3 separate regions of the Mus musculus genome follow, and regions 1 and 2 are each linked to region 3. Evidence: chromatin contacts called from public Hi-C and HiCAR-type data. All regions are on one chromosome and are shown on one strand. Each heading gives the region's core, a stretch centred on a gene start, on an enhancer-like site or on the middle of the called end of the contact. The rest is flanking DNA. Distances are from core to core; before and after follow the strand shown.

Region 1 (3,935 bases), core at 67-2,566, 1.0 Mb after region 3:
TTCAGATCAAGATGTGGGCTCTCAGCTGTTTCTGCTTCCGTGCCTTTGCTCCGCCATGATGGACTCTAAGCCTCTGAAGCTGTAAGTCAATTGAAGGCGTTCTTTTATAAGACTCTGGACTAGGAAAGCAGTTGGATGCTGATGAAGAGCTTAAAGAGCATCCTGGTGGGAGGTTAGAAGGCAATAATGCTGAGAGCAAGGCAGACTGCAGAGGCCTACGGACCTCAGGCCATTTCAGGGGAAAACAATACTAGCACCTGGGCGACAGAAGGACAGAACATTCCTGTATTTGGCAAAGAAAGTGGCTGCTTTCTGCCCTTGCCTTAAACATTTGCCTGAGGCAAAACTGAAAAACCATGGATTAGTTTCCTTGGCAGAGAAGATTTCAAGACATGGCTCTCTGACTCTGTTGCATGGTTATTAGTAATCATATCCCGGTCTTATGGAGGTCTACAATAAAAAGGGAAACTGGGACAAAAAGAAATTTTTGTTTTATACATTTCCTCATTTAATGAAACACAGTGCACCAAAAGAATCAAAATTAAAATACCAGTTACTTTATGCTATTCAGTGAAGTAGAGATGTGACCAGATTCTAATGGTAACAAATAACTGCTCATACACGCCAACGTTTTATTACATTTTTTGATCAGCTCGTGTAGATAGTACACGTCCGGTGTGATGAGGCAAAACTGGTTGTGTCTCCAGATTGTTTGCTCCCTGTCTTATTGTCTGAAAGGCCTATTCATAGTCCCCAGGCTGGTGGATGCCCAAAGGTATCTACCTATACGTTTGGTTTACATTTCTTCCATTGGGAAAGCTAAGTCCCAGATCAATGTTTACAAACCCTCTCTCTAGTCTCATTTTTCCTGTGCCACTTTTAAGGACTATGCTACTGACTAGTGCTCCAGACCTCAGTGGGAAGAAGGCTCGTAAGGATGCACTAATGCAGAAAGAGTTTTCAGCAGAGATCACGCCTCTGCCCGGGCAGTAGCTTCTGAGACTCCCAGACATAGCCACGCCCCTGTGGCCACCCCATGCTGGCCTGGGCGAACAGGCCACACCCACAGCCCTCGGGGACAGAGTCCGCCCTCTCACCCTCCTCTGGCACATCAGGCCACACCTCCACCTCGCCCTCTGCCGTGGCCAGCGGCTACCAACCTCTGCCCGTGGTGCGTGCGGCCCCTCAACTTCTCGGTGGGGAAGAAAGCTGGACGCCTAGACACTGACTCTCTCCACTTCCCTTCGAAGGGGACCGGTTTTTCCCGCCACCGCCTCCTCTGTGAAGATGAAAGAGGCAGCAGGAGACCGCTGTCTCAAAGAACGCTGTTGCCCTGGCAACTAGAAGCGCGCAGATCACAGTCTCGCGATAGGTTTAAAGGTCCCGTACCTTCAAGAATTGGGTATTGAAGCCGGGCGTGGTGGCGCACGCCTTTAATCCCAGCACTTGGGAGGCAGAGGCAGGCGGATTTCTGAGTTCGAGGCCAGCCTGGTATACAGAGTGAGTTCCAGGACAGCTAAGGCTACACAGAGAAACCCTGTCTCGAAAAAAGCAAAAAAAAAAAAAAAAGAATTGGGTATTGGGGACCGGAAGTTACAAGAAGACTGCTGTCCTGGTTGGGATTGGAGGGGGTGTGACTGTGGCCCTCCTATAACCTTCTTTTCAGTGAATGTTCTGGGTGGGAATGGTTTGTTCATATTCAGGTTGGCCTCTGGAACGAGGATCTCCATGTTTACATAGCTCTCACCGGCTACTAGAATGTTCTACCGACCAGGTGTCCTCTCAGATCAGTTACTTCCCATATCACTATCCTCTCTTCCTTGCAAGACTGATGTGCAACTCAAACAGATCTCGTATGTGAAGGTCTTGTAAAATTTGGAGAGCTGTGTGAGTGTGTGTGTGTGTGTAATACATGTGTATATAATAGCAGTGTGCATAAAGTATAATGTATAATACAGTGTATATATACATATGCGTATATATACATATACGTCCTGTAAAGACTGGGCTGTAGTAGAATAAGAAGGATTATGATGGCAGTATATACCTCCACAGCTACCAATCATTTCTCTGTGTACAGTGCATTAGGGCTCATTGCCTGGATCACCAAACTGATGCTCTTTCTTCATTCTCAGTACCGCGCAACCTCTGCTGCGTTTCAGTCTGAATTGCCCTTGGTTGTTTACAAGGTATTTTCATACTCAGAGCCCCTTTATCCTCATGCTTTGGGGTAAATACAGTGTTTCTCTGGTCTTTTTTCATCAGAGCAAATAAGTATGACTTGAGTTGCCCAAAGATCACAGCTACAAGTTAAGATGGTGCTGAGGGCAAAACCCTGGCTGTGAATACCATCTGGGTGCTATTGATCCTTTGTTTCGGACTCCAGGTCAAATGACTCCCTTGAACCTCATAAGGCATGAGAACCCTCGCAAACTAAGCAGATCAAAATCAAGCCACTTTTCTATAGTCCCCTCTCCCCACTGCAGCCCTTCCTATACCGTCTTCCCCACACCATTCTCCCAGGCTCAGCTCAGCACCTTTGGTACCATCCTCAAGTCGGACATGCTACCAGACCTGCATTCAAGTGTATCTGAATCCAAGTGTTCCTCATATCTGCAAGGTTCCCACCCTCAATTAGATGTTTGTGATACTCTACTAGTAGTTTCCTCAGTGGGAGCTTCCCTTGCACCTCCTGTATACTGAAGGACAGTATCCTACAACGTGTGTTCAGAACCTCAGCCAAATCCTACCAGCCCTCTGCTCCAGGCTCTCCATGACTCTCCACTTAGCGGCCTTTCAATGCCCACAGGTCCTGAATGACCAAACTGTTAACTTACATGTATACACATACATACATGCATACACATACATACACACAGACATATAGACATTTTAAGAAAAAGAACGAAAGAATAATGAGTTCAATTCACAGTAAGTCCTTACCATCACAATTCCCAACCCATGGTATTGATTAAATTACTGGAAGATTTGCATGCTATATGAAAAAAAATGAATGGCTAGACTGGGGATGTGCCTCAGTGGTAGAGTGACTAGTTAGTATGTTAGAGAGCCTGTGTATGATCTTGTGCAGTCCCAAAGGGAGGAAAAAGAAGTTCCTAAGACTGCCTTCCAAAAGTGGACTCTAGATACTGAGAGAAGATTGCATATTTGCTAACAGTCAAAGCACAAAATGTTCCAGCAAATAAACAACTGAAAGTCTCTCTGTGCCTTCAGCACTTCTCAGCTGGGAGTACCCTCGTTAACAAACGAATCAATGTGGGTTTAAGTCAAGATTCATGCCTAGCCAGTGGAGTATCTCCATAAACCACTGTTGGTGGAGGTCACCTATTTAAAAAACAACAACAACAAAGCCTCTCCTGTGGTTTGGACACTGTTCAGGGATATCCTGGTTCAGTATAGCTAAATTACAGTTCTGTGTTCTTTGTTCCCCTCAAAAATGAAACTTCTTTTGACCTTGGTATCAGATGTCTCTTAGTTAACATGATGCTGTTCAATTGCTACCCAGTAATGTTCTCTGCATTTTCCAGAAATTGAATATAAATTATAATTTTTCTAAATATGTCTAAATTTGATCATTTGGATGTGGGTTTTTTCTTTGTATTTGGGTGTTGTTTGTTCTCTGTGGGTGGTGGTGCTGGAGGTGGAAATCTAGTCTCTACACACACAAGGTGCTGGAGATGGAAATCTAGTCTCTACACACACAAGGTGCTGGAGATGGAAATCTAGTCTCTACACACACAAGGTGCTGGAGATGGAAATCTAGTCTCTACACACACAAGGTGCTGGAGATGGAAATCTAGTCTCTACACACACAAGGTGCTGGAAATGGAAATCTAGTCTCTACACACACGAGGGGATATGAGTTCAACCTGAGCAGTATTCCCAGCCCTAATAGTTATTAAACACATGTTTCG
Region 2 (3,924 bases), core at 1,093-3,592, 1.1 Mb after region 3:
AATTGTTGGTTTAACATTTCTATTATCCATTAATGATACAGTGAAATTTTCTTAATAAGCAGGACCCTTTTCTACATGTCTATATGGTCACTTGTTCTATGAGTTCCCTCTGAATTGAAACATCACCTCCAGGTGAGAGGCAGATGCTCACAATCCCAGGAAATAAACAACCCCCCTCCCCAGCAGTAGAAAAAAAAAAAAGGTGAACAACTTCTAGGGAGAAGTCTCTGGCCTGGGTAACTCTCAGAGATACTAGGACTGTGGAGTGTGGGGCTCCCTGCAAGCTGTGCAGGTAGCTCACAATAGTAGCTTCCAGGGTCTTCCCTCTTGCTGGGGTGTGCTTTTTGCTGGTGTAGCTGCTTTTAAGTCATCCCTGCTCCTTTAAGTAACTCCTCACCCACATTTCTATTAGTAGCACCAATAACAACCCCAATGGTTCATCAAGTTATATTGGTGCATTCGTTACTTTGGGGTAAATTGTGTGTGTGTGTGTGTGTGTGTGTGTGTGTGTGTGTGTGTGTGTGTTGTGTCACCCCAGGAAAAGACTGTCACACAATAATTATTGTTTTATTAAATAAAAGTATTTTTACTATTTTGCATTTTTACTATACAGATATTAATAACATAGAAAGTGTTACACTTTAAGGTGTAATGGGTTTCAAATGTCTTTTTCTGTTACACACATGCTTCTTTATAAACAAAGTCCACAATATTTGATATTTAAAGCATTCCTAAGGATGGAGAAAATGAAACAATACTGGTGACGACATCTGACATTGTGGACCTGGATGACAAATACCTGGGGTTATTATAATGTTTCCTCTGCTTTTATGTTGAAAAAAATCCGTATTGAGTTTTTCTTTTGTAGTAGAAGAAGAGCAGTTGGAAACTGGAAGGATTTTAGAGATTAGTGTGGCCATATTCGTGATTTAGGAACTTTACTTTGGCTACAATAGGAAGAGCTGCTTAACATGGGGCAAGGATGAAGACGGCCGAATAGAGAGCCAGTGAAGAGGTGGTAAAAATGGGCTGCAGCTTAGGGGGAAACTGAGGACATGATGACAGTTTGAATGTGAGAGCTGAAAAAAAAAAAAAAAAGGCAGCACTCAACAAATATCTTCACTGTTTGTTGAGTTCTGCCATGTATCCAGGCAGGGGTCCCTGGAAACAGAACAGGTCTCCAGCTGAAGGAGGGAGGAGGTGGTTTCTAAAAGGCCTTTGTGTTACCTTGTCTGATCAGAGTGGTCTGAAGGTGAGATGCCTAAGTCAACATTACTAAGTGAACAAGATAGATGCAAACAAGATTGACAGAGACATGTCACCTAACCTAACTCGAGGCATGATAGTGCATTTTTTTTCTGAATTAAGCTACAGCAGGTAGACAACAAAGCAATAGCAATGTCTGAATAGATAGGTTACTTATATGCGTGAAAAAAAAATATGGTCAAATAGGGATGGTGGCACAGTCTCATGATCCTAGCGCTGAGAGGATAAAGTAGGAAGATTACTATGAATTCAAGGCCAGACCATGCTGCAGAGGGAGACCCTGACTCATATGGACACAAATACATCCCTTAAGTATGTAAAGTAGGGTGCAACATTTTACATGAATGTGAATGCTCAAATTTACATTAAATGAACTGGTCGGATAATTCTCTTTGTGGGATTTGAAAATGCAAGGAGAGAATTTCAGAGAGTCCAGAGAGCATGCATGAGACATTTAATTAATGATTCAAGGGTAACGAATGTGGGAAACAGGGTTTACGGTTTTTTCCTCCCAGTAGTCTCATTCTGGGAAGGTCAGGTAAGATAAACGATTTAACTCATGACTGCGCTCTAAAATTTTCCTCTCTCTAGCCAGGCAGGGTGAAGGAGTTCCAGCGCCTGTTTCTGCTACATACTTGTTTTGTGAAAACTAATATGTGTTGTCACTTTGACCTAAGAGACTGGCTCTCCAAAGTGTGTTGGCAATTCCTGACTCAATTTCTCCCCTCAGGAAGAAGGCAAAGCTTTCCCCTACTCTTGTTTTATTAGAAGTCTTGGGCCATGAGAAGTTGGAGCAAAACCCCGCCCACTGGCCTTCTCCGGAGTGGGCCAAACGAGTCAGCCGCGGAGAACCCCGCCTTCAGACCCGCCTCCTGGCCTAGGCTCCGCCCAAGGCCCTCTCACCTGCTCAGAGTCACGCCCCTAGGTCGGTCTTCAGCTCGAGACTCCGCCCCCAGGTTCGTCTCCCGCTGGAGATCCTGTCTTTAAAGCGCCTCCCCAGAGCAGAGCCACACCCCCTAGACCTGTCATCAGCTCGAGGCCCCTCCCCCAGACCCGACTCCGACTCGAGGCCCCGCCCTCAGTTCGGTCACGGCGCGGGCTGGAGCTCCCCTACCCACCCCAGAATCACCGCTACCTCGCCTAGGCCGCTGCGCCTGCCCCGGCCGCCATGGCTGGGGGCCGCGGGGCCTCTGGACGCGGCCGGGCTGAGCCACAGGAGAGCTATTCGCAGCGACAGGACCACGAGCTGCAGGCCCTGGAGGCCATTTACGGCTCGGACTTCCAGGATCTGCGGCCGGATGCGCGCGGACGGGTAGGAACGTGGTTGGTCTGGCCCGGTGTTCTCCAGTCTAGGAACCCAGCCAGACGCCTCCAGTCTGGGGCGACCACTTAGATCCTAAAGGCTTTTCATATTGCAGTTCCACTACCCTCACTTTCTGCCTCTGCGCCGCCACTGGTCTTGAGAAGGCAGCACCTGGCCTGAATTCTCTTTTTTCCCCGGTCGGGCTCCTCTCTCTGCTGTGCTTCTTATTCCCACTGACGTCCCCTAACCACCCTTCGTCCTTCCAACCATTCTTCCCCACACTGACTCGCCCCAGGCCTCGAGGTGGGTTGTGACTGCACATTCATAGTCACTCATTGCTACTTTGTGCTGGGGATGCTTAGGGGGCGTGGGTCCAGGTCTTGTGCTCTCAGCAAACAAACTCCCAGGTCACACTGTGTAAATCCCGTTTCCTGTGTGGAAGAACTTTTTGTACCTTCCTCCGAGACTTTTGAGGAATAGGTATAGAACATGTTTATTGTCGCTGTAATGCAGTGTTTACCGAGTTCTATTTAAAACATCACTTTCCTTTTTTGTGTGGAAGTTAAGCTGAGGGCAGTGACAGTCTCTCCCTATCCTTGAATAGTGTATCTGCCGAACTAAAATGTTCCTGAAGTTTGAAAGTACTTCTTTCCTCCATCTGCCTTACTTCTTTAACTCACAATGTCTGTCTTTTCTCTATATCTAGTATTTCTTTAGGAAAAGGCTTTACTTAAGCTGTCAGGGCCAAGATTCTCCCACTAAACCAATATACTTTTTAATTTAATGATTTAGACGCTAGGAACACAGTCATGGGTAAAACATGCACAAAACCCCTGCTGCCGGCGGGAAGCTTACTTTTTTAGGCCTTATTTGTAACTTTACATACAGTTATACATGCTTCTTGTAAATAGTAAGATAACCTACAGGTCATCTGGCAACTTCTCTGTTTCCAGGGAACCAGGAAGTAGGGCCTAGGCCACCAGAATAGTGTTACAGAATGTGCAGGGGACTCAGGGAGACCCAGCTGGCTTTTTTTTTTTTTTTTTTTTTTTTTAGTTTTTTTAGTTTTATGTTCCCAAGGTGCAGGAAAATGGAAGGAAAACCATCAGCCACTTTTAGGTAATGATACTGATAATCCTAAGAATTTACAGCTGATCCCAGTTAGCCCAGGAATTTACAGCTCACGGTGGCCTTTATAACCAAGAAGACTTAACCCAGAGATAGTGTAAAAGGCAGGTAGAGTTATTCAGTAGTAGACTCTGGCTCTGGATCACAAGCAATATCACCAACACTTTCTTTCATAGGCCTTTCAGGCAAATAATTGATGCTCAGTCTGATGAGTCAGAGGTTACGCT
Region 3 (4,039 bases), core at 820-3,319:
ATCAAAGTGGGTCACAGGATTTTTTTTTTTACTAAATACATTAATAATGATAGTGTGTAATCTTGACTTACTATCATAAATTATTTTATCACTTCTTAGAAATGGGTAAATTCTGTAATTCATTAACTTTATTTGCTAACCTTCTTCCCAACACATTTCAAATTTTATAAGACATTACACTTGCTGTTTTGAACAGCCAATATTTATCTCACTTTGCTCTTTCTAGGAGTACTTTTCAGCACTTTTTTACACTCTCATATTCTCATCTGTCAGTATTTTCTTTCCACTCAAACAACCCTGAGATTTCTTTTGACATGAATTTTTGGAAATAATTTATGTTACTCAGAAGATGTCTTTATTTTTTTAAATTTCTTTCTCTTTTTTCTTTCCTTTCTTTCTTGTCTTTCCCCCTTACCTCCTGTAGTGGCTATTCCTGGTTGTCAACTTGACTATATCTAGAATGAACTACAGTCCAGAATTGGAAGGCTCACCAGTGACCCTAATCTGGAGGCTGGGAGATAGAAGTTTCTGACCTGGATCTGGGTATGGAGATCTTGAGGCATAGTGGCTATGGATTCCAGAAGATTAAGGCAGGGAAATCATACTTACCTGGCAGGGGAGATACCATGATCACGAAGGTGGTTTTCCCAGGGCGAGGTGTATCCATTGCACTCCGGATGTGCTGACCACTGCGATTTCCCCAAATGCGGGAAACTCGACTGCATAATTTGTGGTAGTGGGGGACTGCGTTTGTGCTCTCCCCTTTAAACAAACAAACAAACAAAAAGACAGGGAGATCTGAGTTCAAGGTATGGTGGCACACACCTTTAATCTGGGCTACACCTTCTGATGGAGACCATTTAAGGACATTGAAAGAAGGGAGTCTCACTTTCTCTCCTTCGCGCCTGCTTGCCATGTGGGACTGAGCAACTGCTAGGTCCTTGGACTTCCATTCACAGCTGTTACTGACCATTGTTGGGAGTTGGACTGTAGACTGTAAGTCATCAATAAATTCCTTTACTATATAGAGACTACCCATAAGTTCTGTGACTCAAGAGAACCCTGACTAATACACCTTCCCCTTCCTTCTCTCCCTCTTCCTCTCCTTCCATCTTTCTTTCTTTCTTTCTTTCTCTCTCCCTCCCTCCCTCCCTCCCTCCCTCCCTCCCTCCCTCCCTCCTCTCTCTCTCTCTCTCTCTCTCTCTCTCTCTCTCTCTTTCTTTCTTTCTTTCTTTCTTTCTTTCTTTCTTTCTTCTTTTGCTGTTTGTTTTGTGAGCCAGTGTCTTACTTTGTAGCTCTGGCTGGCCTGGAGCTCACTGTATAGACTAACCTGGCCTTGAACTCAGGAGAAACATTGACTCCTGGGTGCTGGGATTAAAGGCATGTTGTGGCCTTGCTTTTATTTCTTATGGATGTTTCTACTGCATCTGGAGCTGTACCTTTTGTTGCTAATACATTCATAAATGACCAGCAACACAATACAAAATCTTGAATATGTATTTGAAGTGGTTCTGCAGATAGATGAACACAACAACTCACTTATTTGGTTCTATATTCATAATGAAATGATACCCTAGATCTCTTCTTATTAGAGCACTGGCACATGTATTGGCTCAATGGACTTATGTATATAGACATCCTGTTACTTTTTAGCTGGAGATCATTATAGTTTCCTTTTGGGATTTTTGTTATAAAAAGCAAGATGTATGTGTGTGGGGGCGACTGGAAAGTTGGCTCATTGGTTAAGAATGTGGCTGCTCTTTCAGAGGGCTTGATCTGTTGCCCTCTGCTGGTTTCCGGAGCATCTACACACACCTGACACACACCATAAACAAAAATTAAAAAATCTAAGGTGGGGTAGTATTCAACACCTACAGTAGAATCATGATAGTAAAAGATAGTGACTTCACATGGATAAGATCTAACACAAAGATGCTTATTTATTTTTTAAAAGTCTATTGTTGCAAACATGGCTTTTACGTTGCACCAAGCAGGGACTCCTCCACGGTTGCCACGGCTACAAGTCCCGGAACCTTGGCGTGCTGACGCTGGTTTCCGGCGGGATTTTTAGTGACGAACAGCTTTGGACCAAGCGACCATGAGAGGGCCAGAGCTCGGGCCCGAAACCAGCATGGAAGGGGACGTTCTGGACACCTTGGAGGCGCTGGGGTGAGTGTTCTCGTGGACAACTTCTCAGAGGAGAGGACGCTGGCCCTGCGCGTGGCCGCTGTGGCACGGGCGTGCGCTTCTCCCCGGAGCAGGCCTTGTGTACCGGGCGGTGCGCAGGCCTCTGCGCTCCGGGTAGCCGGGACCCTGGGAGCCGGCGGGAACGAGCGGCTGCAGCGAGAGGCCTGGCTGTGCCGGCCGTTTTCCCTCTTTCATTACATTCAGCCTGCAGCCGGCTCCTCCCGGGCCTCGGGGGGGTGGGGGGGGGAGCCCTTTGTATGGACGTAGATCCTGCTCCCGCCGCACCGCAGTTGCGTCTGGACTGTTGTGTCGCGCATGCTGCTCAAATCGGTGGCTTACTCAGGGCTGGGGGAGGACTCACTCCCGCTTCTTAGACTGAAGACTCTTAGTTAAGTGTGAACCCCTGCATTTAACCTTCTCCATTCCTTAAAGCACGTTTGTGTGGTAGGCAGGGAGAAACGACAGTTTTCAGAACGTCGTTACCACTTTAGGTGTTAAGAGGAACCCCGGGGTGGCGGTGATGAGGCGATCTGGACAAGCAGTGTTACTCCCCTCCATCCTGGTGTTCTTCCCAGCGCTTGCTCTTTTTACCTGTTTGTCACATGAACTTCACCCAGAGTTTGAGAAACTTGTCAACTTTCTTCACTGATGGACTCCTCCTGGCAACATACTAGAGTGGGGCCTGTCACAGCGATTGAAGAAAAAGTTCAGAGGAGGGTGTGTACTTGTGAGCAAAGGTCCAAACGGTTGAGGGTTAATAAACGGATCCTTTCCCCAACGTTGGCGCCATCTGCACAGACGTTTACCTCCTTAAGGTGGTTTCATTTTAGGGTAACTGCTCCTAAAGAAGTTTGAAACTATCATGCCTGGTTCCCTTATTTTCGTTCCCTCAAACTATTTTGTTCTTTTTTTTTCTAGCAAGTGTTAACTTTTGTTGCACCCTGATAATGCATACTTTGCTGCTACTCAGCATAACAGAACCTTGAATTTACTTGATCTTGAATAAAATGTTTGTTAAATAAAAAAACAGAACCAGCACGACAACATCAGGGCTATTTGTATTTCTATGAAATTTTCTTAACCCTGCAGGGGAAATATAACTAATACGAAGTTAAAATACCTTGGTGTGCGTAGGCTCCAGCTTGGATCCCAGACATTTACAATTTTTGGGATCTTGTAGCCATTTATGAAGTGCGAAGACAGTGGTTTTATTCTTCTTTGATTCCTGAAACATATTGTTTCTACCATAGCATTTAAGAAAGTGAAATTTGCTCTAATGTTGACATTTACTGAGAGACATTTGTTTCACATTATTCAATATGAGAGTTAAAACTGTTGCATACTTCAGAATCAGTGTTCCTGGAATGGCCAAAGACAAGATTTTGAAGTTTGAAAACCCCCCTCTATGATAACGAAATGTGGGAAATGTTACTGATTATGTATGTTGTAATTGATCACTGTCTTTTCGGATCTTCATGTGGATTTCGAGTAGTAATGTATTTTTTTATTGTGATTAAACCACGTAGTTTATCAATGAAAGTGCTTTAGGTTGTCATGTAAAGTAAAAAATGAATGCAATGGCTTAGAAAGGAAAGCTGCAAAAGACCATTGTAGAGATGTAGAGTGTTATAACAACAACAACAACAACAACAACAAAAATATCGATTAGGAATCAGTTTCCTCTTCCCTGAAATGAGTATCCGAAAGCCAATGCTTTCATGCTTCTTTGGTTATAGTAGTCTATGATTTTGTGAGCAGTCCATCTCAGCTAGTTGGTCTAGCTGGGCATTGCAGCCTTGTAGAGAGCTGATAAAATGTTAGGGTCTCGTATACACTACCGACTCCCTGAGTC

What was found. Hi-C and Micro-C count contacts between places; a contact is called where the count stands out from the background. HiCAR-type assays count read pairs that join an accessible place to other places.
Region 1: a Hi-C map of B cells shows a contact between it and region 3, with 8 read pairs. The contact joins the promoter of Fsip1 here to the promoter of Fam98b in region 3. A contact is called at or near these places in 2 of 39 promoter capture datasets (embryonic stem cells and hippocampal neurons), 5 of 484 Hi-C or Micro-C datasets (B cells, cortical neurons, embryonic fibroblasts and 1 more) and 2 of 115 datasets of contacts at active chromatin or transcription factors (embryonic stem cells and large pre-B cells).
Region 2: a HiCAR-type map of astrocytes shows a contact between it and region 3, with 2.7 times the contacts expected there. The contact joins the promoter of Eif2ak4 here to the promoter of Fam98b in region 3. A contact is called at or near these places in 3 of 39 promoter capture datasets (embryonic stem cells, hippocampal neurons and neural stem cells) and 1 of 115 datasets of contacts at active chromatin or transcription factors (astrocytes).

The regions. Positions count from the first base shown.
Region 1 is chr2:118,255,640-118,259,574 of GRCm38.p6, forward strand. It overlaps Fsip1 (fibrous sheath-interacting protein 1), which reads right to left and starts at 1,317. Exons shown (of 12, transcript NM_001374672.1): 1 at 1,161-1,317.
Region 2 is chr2:118,386,275-118,390,198 of GRCm38.p6, forward strand. It overlaps Eif2ak4 (eukaryotic translation initiation factor 2 alpha kinase 4), which reads left to right and starts at 2,343. Exons shown (of 39, transcript NM_013719.3): 1 at 2,343-2,578. The coding sequence starts at 2,435.
Region 3 is chr2:117,247,670-117,251,708 of GRCm38.p6, forward strand. It overlaps Fam98b (family with sequence similarity 98, member B), which reads left to right and starts at 2,070. Exons shown (of 8, transcript NM_026620.3): 1 at 2,070-2,169. The coding sequence starts at 2,099. It overlaps Gm25189 (a small nuclear RNA gene), which reads left to right and starts at 602; the gene lies at 602-765.